3 separate regions of the Sus scrofa genome follow, and all the other regions are linked to region 1. The links are chromatin contacts, called in public HiChIP or PLAC-seq maps. All regions are on one chromosome and are shown on one strand. Each heading gives the region's core, a stretch centred on a gene start, on an enhancer-like site or on the middle of the called end of the contact. The rest is flanking DNA. Distances are from core to core; before and after follow the strand shown. Region 1 has its middle 270 kb from the start of TCF21. Region 2 overlaps EYA4 (eyes absent homolog 4). Region 3 has its middle 69 kb from the start of EYA4.

The links. HiChIP or PLAC-seq counts read pairs in DNA pulled down with a chosen protein or histone mark.
Region 2: an H3K27ac HiChIP or PLAC-seq map of skeletal muscle shows a contact between it and region 1. The contact joins two enhancer-like sites. A contact is called at or near these places in 5 of 47 Hi-C or Micro-C datasets (embryonic fibroblasts, fetal skeletal muscle, psoas muscle and 1 more) and 1 of 2 datasets of contacts at active chromatin or transcription factors (skeletal muscle).
Region 3: an H3K27ac HiChIP or PLAC-seq map of skeletal muscle shows a contact between it and region 1. The contact joins two enhancer-like sites. A contact is called at or near these places in 2 of 47 Hi-C or Micro-C datasets (both in skeletal muscle) and 1 of 2 datasets of contacts at active chromatin or transcription factors (skeletal muscle).

What each region holds. Positions count from the first base shown.
Region 1 is chr1:30,243,636-30,246,653 of Sscrofa11.1, forward strand. No RefSeq gene overlaps it. Among named protein-coding and RNA genes, the nearest start is that of TCF21, 270 kb to the left of the region's middle. Within about 2 kb of position 1,641, at least 10 of the 83 cell types and tissues checked have an H3K27ac peak or open chromatin away from gene starts, as enhancers often do. A contact at or near this core is called in skeletal muscle, where this site is marked.
Region 2 is chr1:30,539,901-30,543,307 of Sscrofa11.1, forward strand. All of the region lies in intron 1 of EYA4 (eyes absent homolog 4), which reads right to left. Among named protein-coding and RNA genes, the nearest start is that of EYA4, 34 kb to the right of the region's middle. Within about 2 kb of position 1,466, at least 1 of the 83 cell types and tissues checked has an H3K27ac peak or open chromatin away from gene starts, as enhancers often do. A contact at or near this core is called in skeletal muscle, where this site is marked.
Region 3 is chr1:30,643,341-30,646,753 of Sscrofa11.1, forward strand. No RefSeq gene overlaps it. Among named protein-coding and RNA genes, the nearest start is that of EYA4, 69 kb to the left of the region's middle. Within about 2 kb of position 1,896, at least 2 of the 83 cell types and tissues checked have an H3K27ac peak or open chromatin away from gene starts, as enhancers often do. A contact at or near this core is called in skeletal muscle, where this site is marked.

The DNA.
Region 1 (3,018 bases), core at 391-2,890:
TGCCTTGGAGAGCTGTGGGGTGCAGTGGGTTCCAACAATGCCTTCCGTTAAACCTTTATGCAGGATTGCCCAAATGTTGCTGGTTGTCCTTACTACGTATCTATCTACCACCAGCATGACAAATCTTTCAGGGGCGATCATCCGAGTCTTTTATTTCCTTTATATTTTCATCAGTGGCAATAGCAATATGACTGCATAAACAAGACATACAGTCTTGTGAAACTAAACACAAAACAAGGCATGCAATAAGTAGAACAAACCCCCCTCCAGTTTCTTTGAATTTATTAAGTTACACTTAAAGGAATACCCCACTGGCATTCACTTGGATACACAATAAATCCTCCCGGATTGCCTAATTTCACTGAAGCCCACAAGGACATGGCAAGGTTGATGAGAGGGCTTAACTGGCTATTGGCAAAGTTCTGTTCAAAGGACAGTGCTTATGAACTGAGCTGAAACCTGGGGTGATCCAGAAGGCGGCTGAGGGCTAGAAAAGATCTTGGAATGTACTAAGTGTTCAATAAATGCCTGCTGCGTGAAAATGAGAATTACGATTACAATGCTTCTCCTTCCCACAGATTTGTAGCCTCCTCCACATCTCTATGCAGTTATTTTATTCTTATTCTCCCGCAGACTTGCCCTAATGATCAGAGCCTAACAAATAACAGTAATGCTTCATTTGAAAACACCCAGGGGTGTTAATTAAGACAAAGGGTTACAATGATTTTTATCAGACATTACTTGCTACCGTTTAGAAAACTGCAAGCATCAGCTCTAAGCAGAAACTCTAAGGCAATGAAGTTTGAAAGAAAATCAAAATGTCCAAACCTCTTCCAACAACTGTCCCGAGAACTTTCACCATTTCTTCTTTCTGCCCATAATCACTGGCAAATATGTTAGTTGCAAAAGAACATCTCACATGTGTTATCACATGCTGTTCTACTGCCTCCCTCTATTTAGAATGCTAGCTTGGTGAAGACAGGCACTAAAAATATACTTAATACTCTTTATAGGCACAAATAGGTTGCAGGGTTTATGCAGCTTGTAGGCCGTTAAATACCTAAATACCGGAATGAATGACAGCCAGGATCCTGGCGGAAAAAAAAAAAAAGTAGCCAGGAAACTGTGCTCATGCCAAGAAGGGGCTGCTGGATGGTAAGGAAGATGCCTTAGGGAGGGACCAGTGGTAAGTTCTTGCTCAAAAAATGATTCAGAGCCAAATTCTTACTTATTCCCAAAGACTAGCCTGACTCGAGACATGCTGTTCTTGGGAAAAAAGAAAGAAAGAAAAAAGAAACTCTAAATGGAAGCAAACAGATTTGAGACAAAAGTATTTACACACATTCATCCAGCCTCTCAGTTCCCCCCGTGCCTGCTGCAAGCGAATGCCCCTTCCCGTCCTTCCTGTTGGGGAACAGGTGTCTCCTGCCAATTAGGATTTAAAAATCAACAGGGGCTTCTTAAGAGAATGATGACAAGTCTAATTGCAAGAAGCAGCTGTAGAGCCCTTGGCTTCACTGGGGCAGGCTTTATTAATCCCCGTTTTGCTGGGTGCCTGGCACCAAGCTGGGGTCAGCTCCCCTGTCACGGGGTCGAAGCTGTAAAATGTAGGGCGAGGATGTAATGACCCAAGCTCAGCAGGAGGGGTGACAGTGCCCTGCACAGATCCTGGGAGCTGGGCAGGTACAAGTCAAGTGGACACAGAGGCACTGTCAACAGCAGCCTCAGCTCAAAGGGTCGCCACTGCTCCAGAACGTGATCTGTGTGTTTACATGACGCCCTGCGTGTTATTCAATATACCATTCTTACTGGCCTGTTGTCAGGACCCCACCTCTCATCCAGGCTAAGAATCTGGAACTTCTTAGAAGTGTGGCTTCAAAATGGTTAGTGACATTTGCTTCTGTAAACACACGTATTCTTCTATTACATAATTGTTCATTTGAAGAGACCAAAAAAGGACAGTCGGGTGGTACAATGTAGTACGGAATTGGCAAAGCAAAGCAATCAGCAAATAAAGCATCTGTCCACTCAGCAGCAGAAATTTTGTAAATAAGTTAAATACATTAAAAATATTAACTGCAAAGAGCTTTCTCTCTCTCTCTCTCTCTCTCTCTCTCTCTCTCTCTCTCTCTCTCTCTCTCTCTCTCTTTTGGCTGTACCCGTGGTATGTGGAAATTCCAGGGCCAGGGATCAAACCCTGGCCACAGCAGTGACAACCTGGGATCCTTAACCTGCTGAACCGCCAAGGAACTCCTGAAAGAGCTAAGATTTCTTAGTGACAGAGGTTTCATCGATTTTCTAGGACCCCTCAATGTGTGTGTTTTCCAGGCAGCCTCTATGTGGATACAGAGACTGTCCACTCACATATATGCTTAAATATCCCTGCCCCAGGAAGCCCTCCTCACTCAATCCTTTTCTCTGCTTCCATAGCACCTTTCTCAGTCACACACACTTGCTCATCTTTTTTTCTTATTTGCCTGTATATCTGGTTCATTCATTACGAAAGGGCAACTTTTTAAGGGTAAATGTTTGTTTTAATCGTCTTTGTATCCTTATCATCTAACCTAGGACCTGCCATATAGTAAGAACTCAATAAATATTTCTTTAAACTCCTATCTCCCTAACCAGGAGGTGGGAAATCTTTCTGCCAAAGCATTGCTAACAACTGCCAAGGCAAACATAATGCAATCATGTGGTTCTGTTGCCATCTAAGAAGTCATTCCTTTAAAATGACAGCGAAGACAGGAAAGTCCAAGAAACATTCCTCCGGAAACACATGCAAACATTAATTCTGGAATGCCTTGGCATTCTCTCGTAAGAATAGCTCAGTGAGAGCCCAGCAGAGACGAAAATGAAACCAGAGACTAACACTTGCTCATAGAAACTTACGGACCTTAATATAGGCAGTGCCAAGAGGTCAGGGTCAAGTGGATTAATAGGATGAAGAGTTCTCAGTAGGAAAATTCTACAAGTCCTATGAACACATTAAAGTTTGCTGCAGAAACTAGTCCATATACC
Region 2 (3,407 bases), core at 216-2,715, 300 kb after region 1:
ACTGTGGTGTAGGCCGGCAACTGCAGCCCCAGTTCCGCCCCTAGCCTGGGAACGTCCCTATGCTAAAGGTGGCTAAAAAGAAAAAAATTCTGTTTTTATTTTTAATTTTTTTTTTGTTTGGCCACACCCACAGCCTGCAGCAAGTTCTCAGGCCAGGGATCGAAACTGCACCACAGCTGTAACCAAAGCCACAGCAGTGATAATACCAGCTCCTTAAACTGCTGAGCCTTGCATCTAGCATTTGATAAATGGTTACTAAAAACTTAAATTAGATGCTTAAATGAAGGATGAACAAACACTCCATTTGACAACCTGATTGCAATAGAGCAGAGAATACTCACTGTGATGGGGGCCCTCCTTCTGTGTGTTTAATTCATGTGTTTTCACCCAACCTTTATAGGATCCCCTTCGGGCAATTTGATGTACCCTCTAAGCCCAAACTGATTCCCTCTTTTGCATCCTATGTTTTAATATTCCACATTAGCATAGATAAAGTATTCTGCATGTGTCCTATAGTACAAGATCTGTGATAAACCATCCTGGCTTCATGATAGAACTTCCAAAGCAGTGTACAGGTTCAGAAAACAGAGAGATTGGGGCACGTGGCTCAGGAGGTGAGAACAACCCACTGAGACAGGAAGCTTTACATCCATAGATGAGGGAAGTCAGGGATAGAAAAGGCACAAGAGGAAGGATTTAGGATGATTGCCTTTCTCAGTGCCTCACATAGTGCTGGGGACATAATATGCTGTAATTATTATTGTGCTGAACTAAATGAACTCATCCAGCCGCAGTGCCCCTCTAAATTGCCTTCTCATTACCCTTCAAGAAACTTAGAAGAATTGACGCTTTGTCCCCATGGGAGCCAGTAAAGAGGGTGTTTTAATTTTGAATGAGGAAAAAAAACAAAAACAAAAACAATAAACACTTAAATTTTTCCCAAAATGGCCCTATGTTTTTAAAAAAAAAAAAAAAAAATTTCCTAAGTGCCAGGAAAAAAGCCACCCAGGAAATCGGTCCAGAGAAATTCAAAAGTCTGGCGGCATTGCTTAGTTTTCATCCTAGGATATCAAATGGCTAAAACTCTCTTCTTTCACTTCCAAGTCCTTTTCTCAGTCTTCTTCTTCACAGACTGTTCTTTGGTGAATGGCCCAACTGACAAGCTCCTTTTGGAACTTCCTCCTCTAGAGCTTGGCTTCTGTGGATCTGCTCTGGCCATAGGTCCCTTCTCCTCTCTGATCACTTGTACTTTATCCTTCCCTTGGACCCCCTCTGGCCACTAAAATGAGGATGTTCTCCAGCATCTTCTCTTAGTATGCTCACTCAATGTAAGGAGGGACAGAGATGAACCATGCATGGTCCCTGTCCTCCAGAATTTCAGTCTAGAGCAGAAAATAGGGCATTTAAAAATAGTTATTACACGAGAGAGAAAATGTCAAGCTCCTTAAGAGAAACATTGACAACCAGGCTATTTTAGTTCAGAGCAGAGAGTTTGCTTCCAGCTAAGGGAACCAAGAAGGCAGCATTTGTACCTGGCCTTAGATGGGGAAGACTATTTATGCCTGACAAAGTGTGTAATTCAATACAACAAAAACAGAAGCCATTGTCTCTCCCTTTCAACCTCCCCCCCAAACAAGATACTCCTCTCCCTGTACCCCTTCTCTATAGTAATGGCGCCAGTGTTCTCCCAGCCACCTGGAGGTAGCAATGAGTCCTTTTCCTCCTTAGCCCTGTTCATCCAATTACTTGCTTAGTCCTATAGTTTCCACTTCTCCCATAAGCTTGGCTTTCTCCCCTCTGTATTTTTTTTATAACACTAACTTAATCTGGCTTCATTTACAATCACACAGAATATTCATATAGCCATATCATTGGTTTTGCCATTTCTAAGGCCATTTCCCACTTCTCCTATCAGATTATTCACTGTACAACGTAGTTCTGCTCCCATCACTCCTTTAATTTTGGGAAGGAAAACAAACAAAAACAATTTTTGCTGGCATTCCAGAGCCTCCAATCCCTGGTCTCATCCTCTCTTTGCAACATTGTTTGCTTCACTCTCAGCCACTCAGCCATGGGTAATTTGGCTTTTTCTTGGGAACATCTTCCATAGTGTATGTATTTTAGATGTGGATGATAATTTACTCAGCATGATTACTGAAAACATGTTGTGGACAGACTACATATTATTCAGCTTTGAATCCTCTATAGTGCTTAATGAAGAATCTTACACATAGTGGGCACTCTACACAAATTTGCTGAATAAATCAATAATAACATATATATATATACACACACAATACTCTTTGGCCTCCATATATTGCCTAGGCCTCATTGAAGTATATCTTTGCATTAATTGGTCAGCTATAATTAAAAAAAAAAAGAGGTAAGAAATCTTTTTTTTTTTTTTCTTTTTGCCATTTCTTGGGCCGCTCCTGTGGCATAGGGGAGGTTCCCAGGCTAGGGGTCCAATCAGAGCTGTAGCTGCCAGCCTACGCCAGAGCCACAGCAACACATGATCCGAGCCACGTCTGCGACCCACACCACAGCTCACGGCAACACCGGATAGTTACCCCACTGAGCAAGGGCAGGGATCAAACCTGCAACCTCATGGTTCCTAGTCGGATTCGTTAACCACTGCGCCATGAAGGGAACTCCCTTTTTTTTTTTTTTTTTTTTGTCAGAAATCTTAATAGTGAGGATAAGCCAGTGGAAAGAGTTATTACATCTACTTTGGAGGCTGTCGTTGAAACTTAGTACATGGCAGTACACACTGTCCTTATTATGAAGACAAGGGAGTGTTAGTATCTTCAGAATTATAGGCTGCTTATATTTTGATGACCCTGAGAATTGTGTAACTAATCAAGTTTATCCTGTTGACTAACTGCTAAAAAGTTTAGAAACACATTTAGGATTCATCCTTGGCAAAGTATAGGCTGCAGCTGTTTGTCTTTAGTATTAGCCTTGACCCTCCATGATTTAAGCCCCATCCTACCTTTCTTCTTTCTCATGTGTGTTTAATTTGTTTTCTAATCATATTTTATCCACATAGGCTACCTATAAATAAATAGCTTTTAAAAGTGTTCACACTATTTTGAATGACTGTGTCGAACAAAAAAATAAGGCAAAGGTCATCAAAGTATATCCGGATTAGAATTTTAGGAATCTTGCCTTTTTTAAATATATCACTCATCCTTATGAAGTAACGATGAAACAGTTGAAGGACAGAATTCCACTATTTCTCTGACCTGCTTACTCCACCCTTGTCAGCAACTCACCTAAAAACTTCAGATAAAAAATTTATTTTCCTAAACAAAATGGTCCTACTGTATAACATAGGGAACACTATTCAATATTCTGTAATAAACCCTAATAAAAAATATGAAAAAGAATATATATATGTATAACTG
Region 3 (3,413 bases), core at 646-3,145, 400 kb after region 1:
AAAACAAATCGTTCTTCTCTTATAGACATTAACAGTAATATTTAATGTCAGAAGTCAAGTGATGTATGTATATCAAACACTAAACCATGAAAACAGAGAATCCATCTTATTTTCAAGTGCCTATAAATCTTTCACAGTCATCAATCATACCAGACAAGAAAGAAAATCTCAGTATGTTCCAAAAAGTAAAAAACACAGAAAACATTCTCTGATCACAATGCAGTAAAACTTAGAAACTGACTAAAGCAACAAAAAATGCTCCCCCACCTCCTCGAAATTGGAAATTTCTTAACAACTTACTCAAAGAGAATATTTAAAGATAAATATGTCTTTATGCCAAAGCCTAGTAAGGACTATACCTCTATTAGTTCTTTGTGCTGCATAATAAACTTGTCACAAATTTAGCAGCCTGAAACAACACGCATTTATGATCGCATATTTCCCATGAGTCAGGAGTCCAGGCGTGACTTCATGGAGTTCTCTGCCATAAACATATCTATGCTGCATTTGCACCGGGATGCCTGATTAGGGGAAAATCTGTTTCCAAGCTCATTTAGGTTGTTGGCAGAATTCATTTCTTTGTGGCTTAGAATTCATGGCAGTTTGCTTTTATAGAGCCACCAATGGAGACAGACTCTAAAGAAAGTTTGCTAGCAAGATGGGGATTGATTTAATGTATGTAGATATGAGTTATATCCTCCAACTTTTGCCATATTCTGTTGATTAGAAGTGAATCATGGACCCAACCCAGAAGCAAGGGAATTCAATCATACAAGGGCATCAACCCTGGAAATTCACTTAAAGTCTGTCTGGCACATCCTCTGACAGTTTATGAATAGCTCTACAAAACTTTTGAATAAATTATTATTATTATTTGTCTTTTTGTCCTTTTTAGGGCCACACCCATGGCACATGTAGGTTCCCAGGCTAGGCTACGCCAGAGCCACAGCAATGCAGGATCCAAGCCGTGTCTGCAACCTACACCACAGCTCACATCAATGCCAGATCCCTAACCCACTGAGTGAGGCGAGGAATTGAACCCAGGGATTGAACCCACAACCTCATGGTTTCTAATCAGATTCATTTCTGCTGCGCCACAACAGGAACTCCTTGAATAAATTATTGACAAAATTAATATAGCAACATCTTGAAAAAATAGAACATTATAATCTAGTTAAGACAACTCCAGAAATTCAAGGATGGTTCAATAATATAAATTTATGTTATAATCTATTGTATTCATAGGTCTACAAGGAAAAATATTATTTCCATAGATGCCAAAAAGGTATTTAACACAATTCAATATCCATTCTTATTTTAAAAAACACTTAAGTACTTAGTTGACATAACTAAATTGCTCCTTAACATAAGAAAATATATCTTATCTCAATAACCAGCTAGATGATTTCCTCTACATTAGGAAGAAGAAAGTACCACTATGATTATTCAGAACTGTATTGGAGGTGCAAGCCAATGCAATTAAAATAAACAAAGAAACTAGAAATGTGAAAATTAGAAAAGGAGTGAAATCAATACCTTTTGTAAACGATATAAATATGTACCTGGAACACCTAAGAGAGTTGATTGAAAGCTATTAAAAACAATAATAGAGTCAGTTATATAGTAGGGTAAGAAATAAAAATAAACCAAGACCAAGCTCAACTCTTACATAAATAAGATGAATATCATCCCTTTCTCTTGTTCTTGAGATGCAAGACTCAAGCTACCAGTGTTCCACCCTCTTCAAGTACCAGCCTCTTAATCTCACTCAATGACTTTAAAGACATTCGTTGGAGTCCCCACCCTTGAGGATGGTTGCCATAATGCTGCGTGTTCAAGGCCACACTGTTTATGATACCATATCTCTGTTCTCTCAAACCAAGGCATGCAATTCAATTCCCTCAGGAAGACATCTCTGATTATGCTCAGCACATTCTCAGCATGCCACTATTCTGCATGCTCTTGGCACTGATGGCAGCAGTTTGGTGTGTCCTAATTTGTGTTTCCTTATATGTTGCTTGCTAAATAAGTGTTAAATGGTGTGGTTTTTTGCTCAAATCAAGATTTTGAAAATCTTGTTTCTTCTAACCCCCACCATCCATAGTACCCAGCTGTAGTAGTCTATACCCAAGGAAGCAATAAATGATTCTTTTAATTTTTTAATCAATTTTAACATAAGGAAAATATTTCCATAGTTGAGACATTTTAGAAGATATAAAGGCATATAGTGAAGAGTCTGTTTTCTGTTCTATTCTCCATCTTCTCAGTTCTGATTACCTAACAGGCAACCCCTATTGCTACTTCCTTGTTTATTTTTCCAGAAAACATTTATACCTATGTAGGCCAATCGTTATAACTTCACTCTTTTCTTATCATTTTTGCATAAATAGTAACGGAATGTATTCATTTCTCTCACCCTTGCTTTATACTTAATGATATATTCCAAATACCTTTCCATTAATATATAGAAGTCCTCTTCAATTTTTAAATTATGCATTTCATTATAAGTAGTACTATCATTTACTTAACCAATACCCTATTAATAGATATTCATCTTGATTCCAATATTTTCCGATTACAAATAGTCTTTCCAACTGGCGTGTTGGATAGACATAGATTTGCATCAAGATTATATTTAGATTGATTGGTTGATTGACTCACAATGAAAATATAAATTGATGGCCTAGAATTACCCTGACTCTCTAAGATAAGTTTTCATATTAATGTTCTAATTCATAATGTGCTCCTGGAGAAAGTCTCACTAAAGGCCATATTCCATATTCCCCACTCCTGCTTGTACTGCAATTGTAATAGGAAACCAACCATTTTCATCAAGGGGAGGAATCACTCAAGGGAGAACTAGCTTTACTCGGGATTGTGAAAATAGATAAGGTAGCTGATTTCATCTCTTTCTATAAAAACTTCTTTAGTAAGGATGATATTTCTGGACACTTAGGCAGATGATTCATGTGCACTGAGGTAATCAAAATAACTACAGTTGTGGACCATATATCATCACATTGGTTAAGAGCTTGGATTTTGAAACCAGACTAATTCCACCTGTGACTCTGGGCAACTTATTAACTTATTTGCATTGCAAATGAATGCATCTGTAAACGTGGATAATGAGAATCCCTATCCAGTGTTTGAGAGTCACAGTAAATAAGTGTTATTATTATTACCACTCATTAGTAAATATTAACAAATACGTACTCATCATTCATAACAAAAGCAAAATGCTTACATTCTTCCTTTGGCCCTCTCGAAGACACAGTTGAGGCAGGCATGCGTGGAGTTGGCTAACATTGATGCCTAGAGGTGTCAAACTTGACTAGACCCTACAGAACCATTTGGCCAAGCTCACCAACCAGAAAGTGATATTTGCACCAATAAATTTGCCCAACCTCCATTTC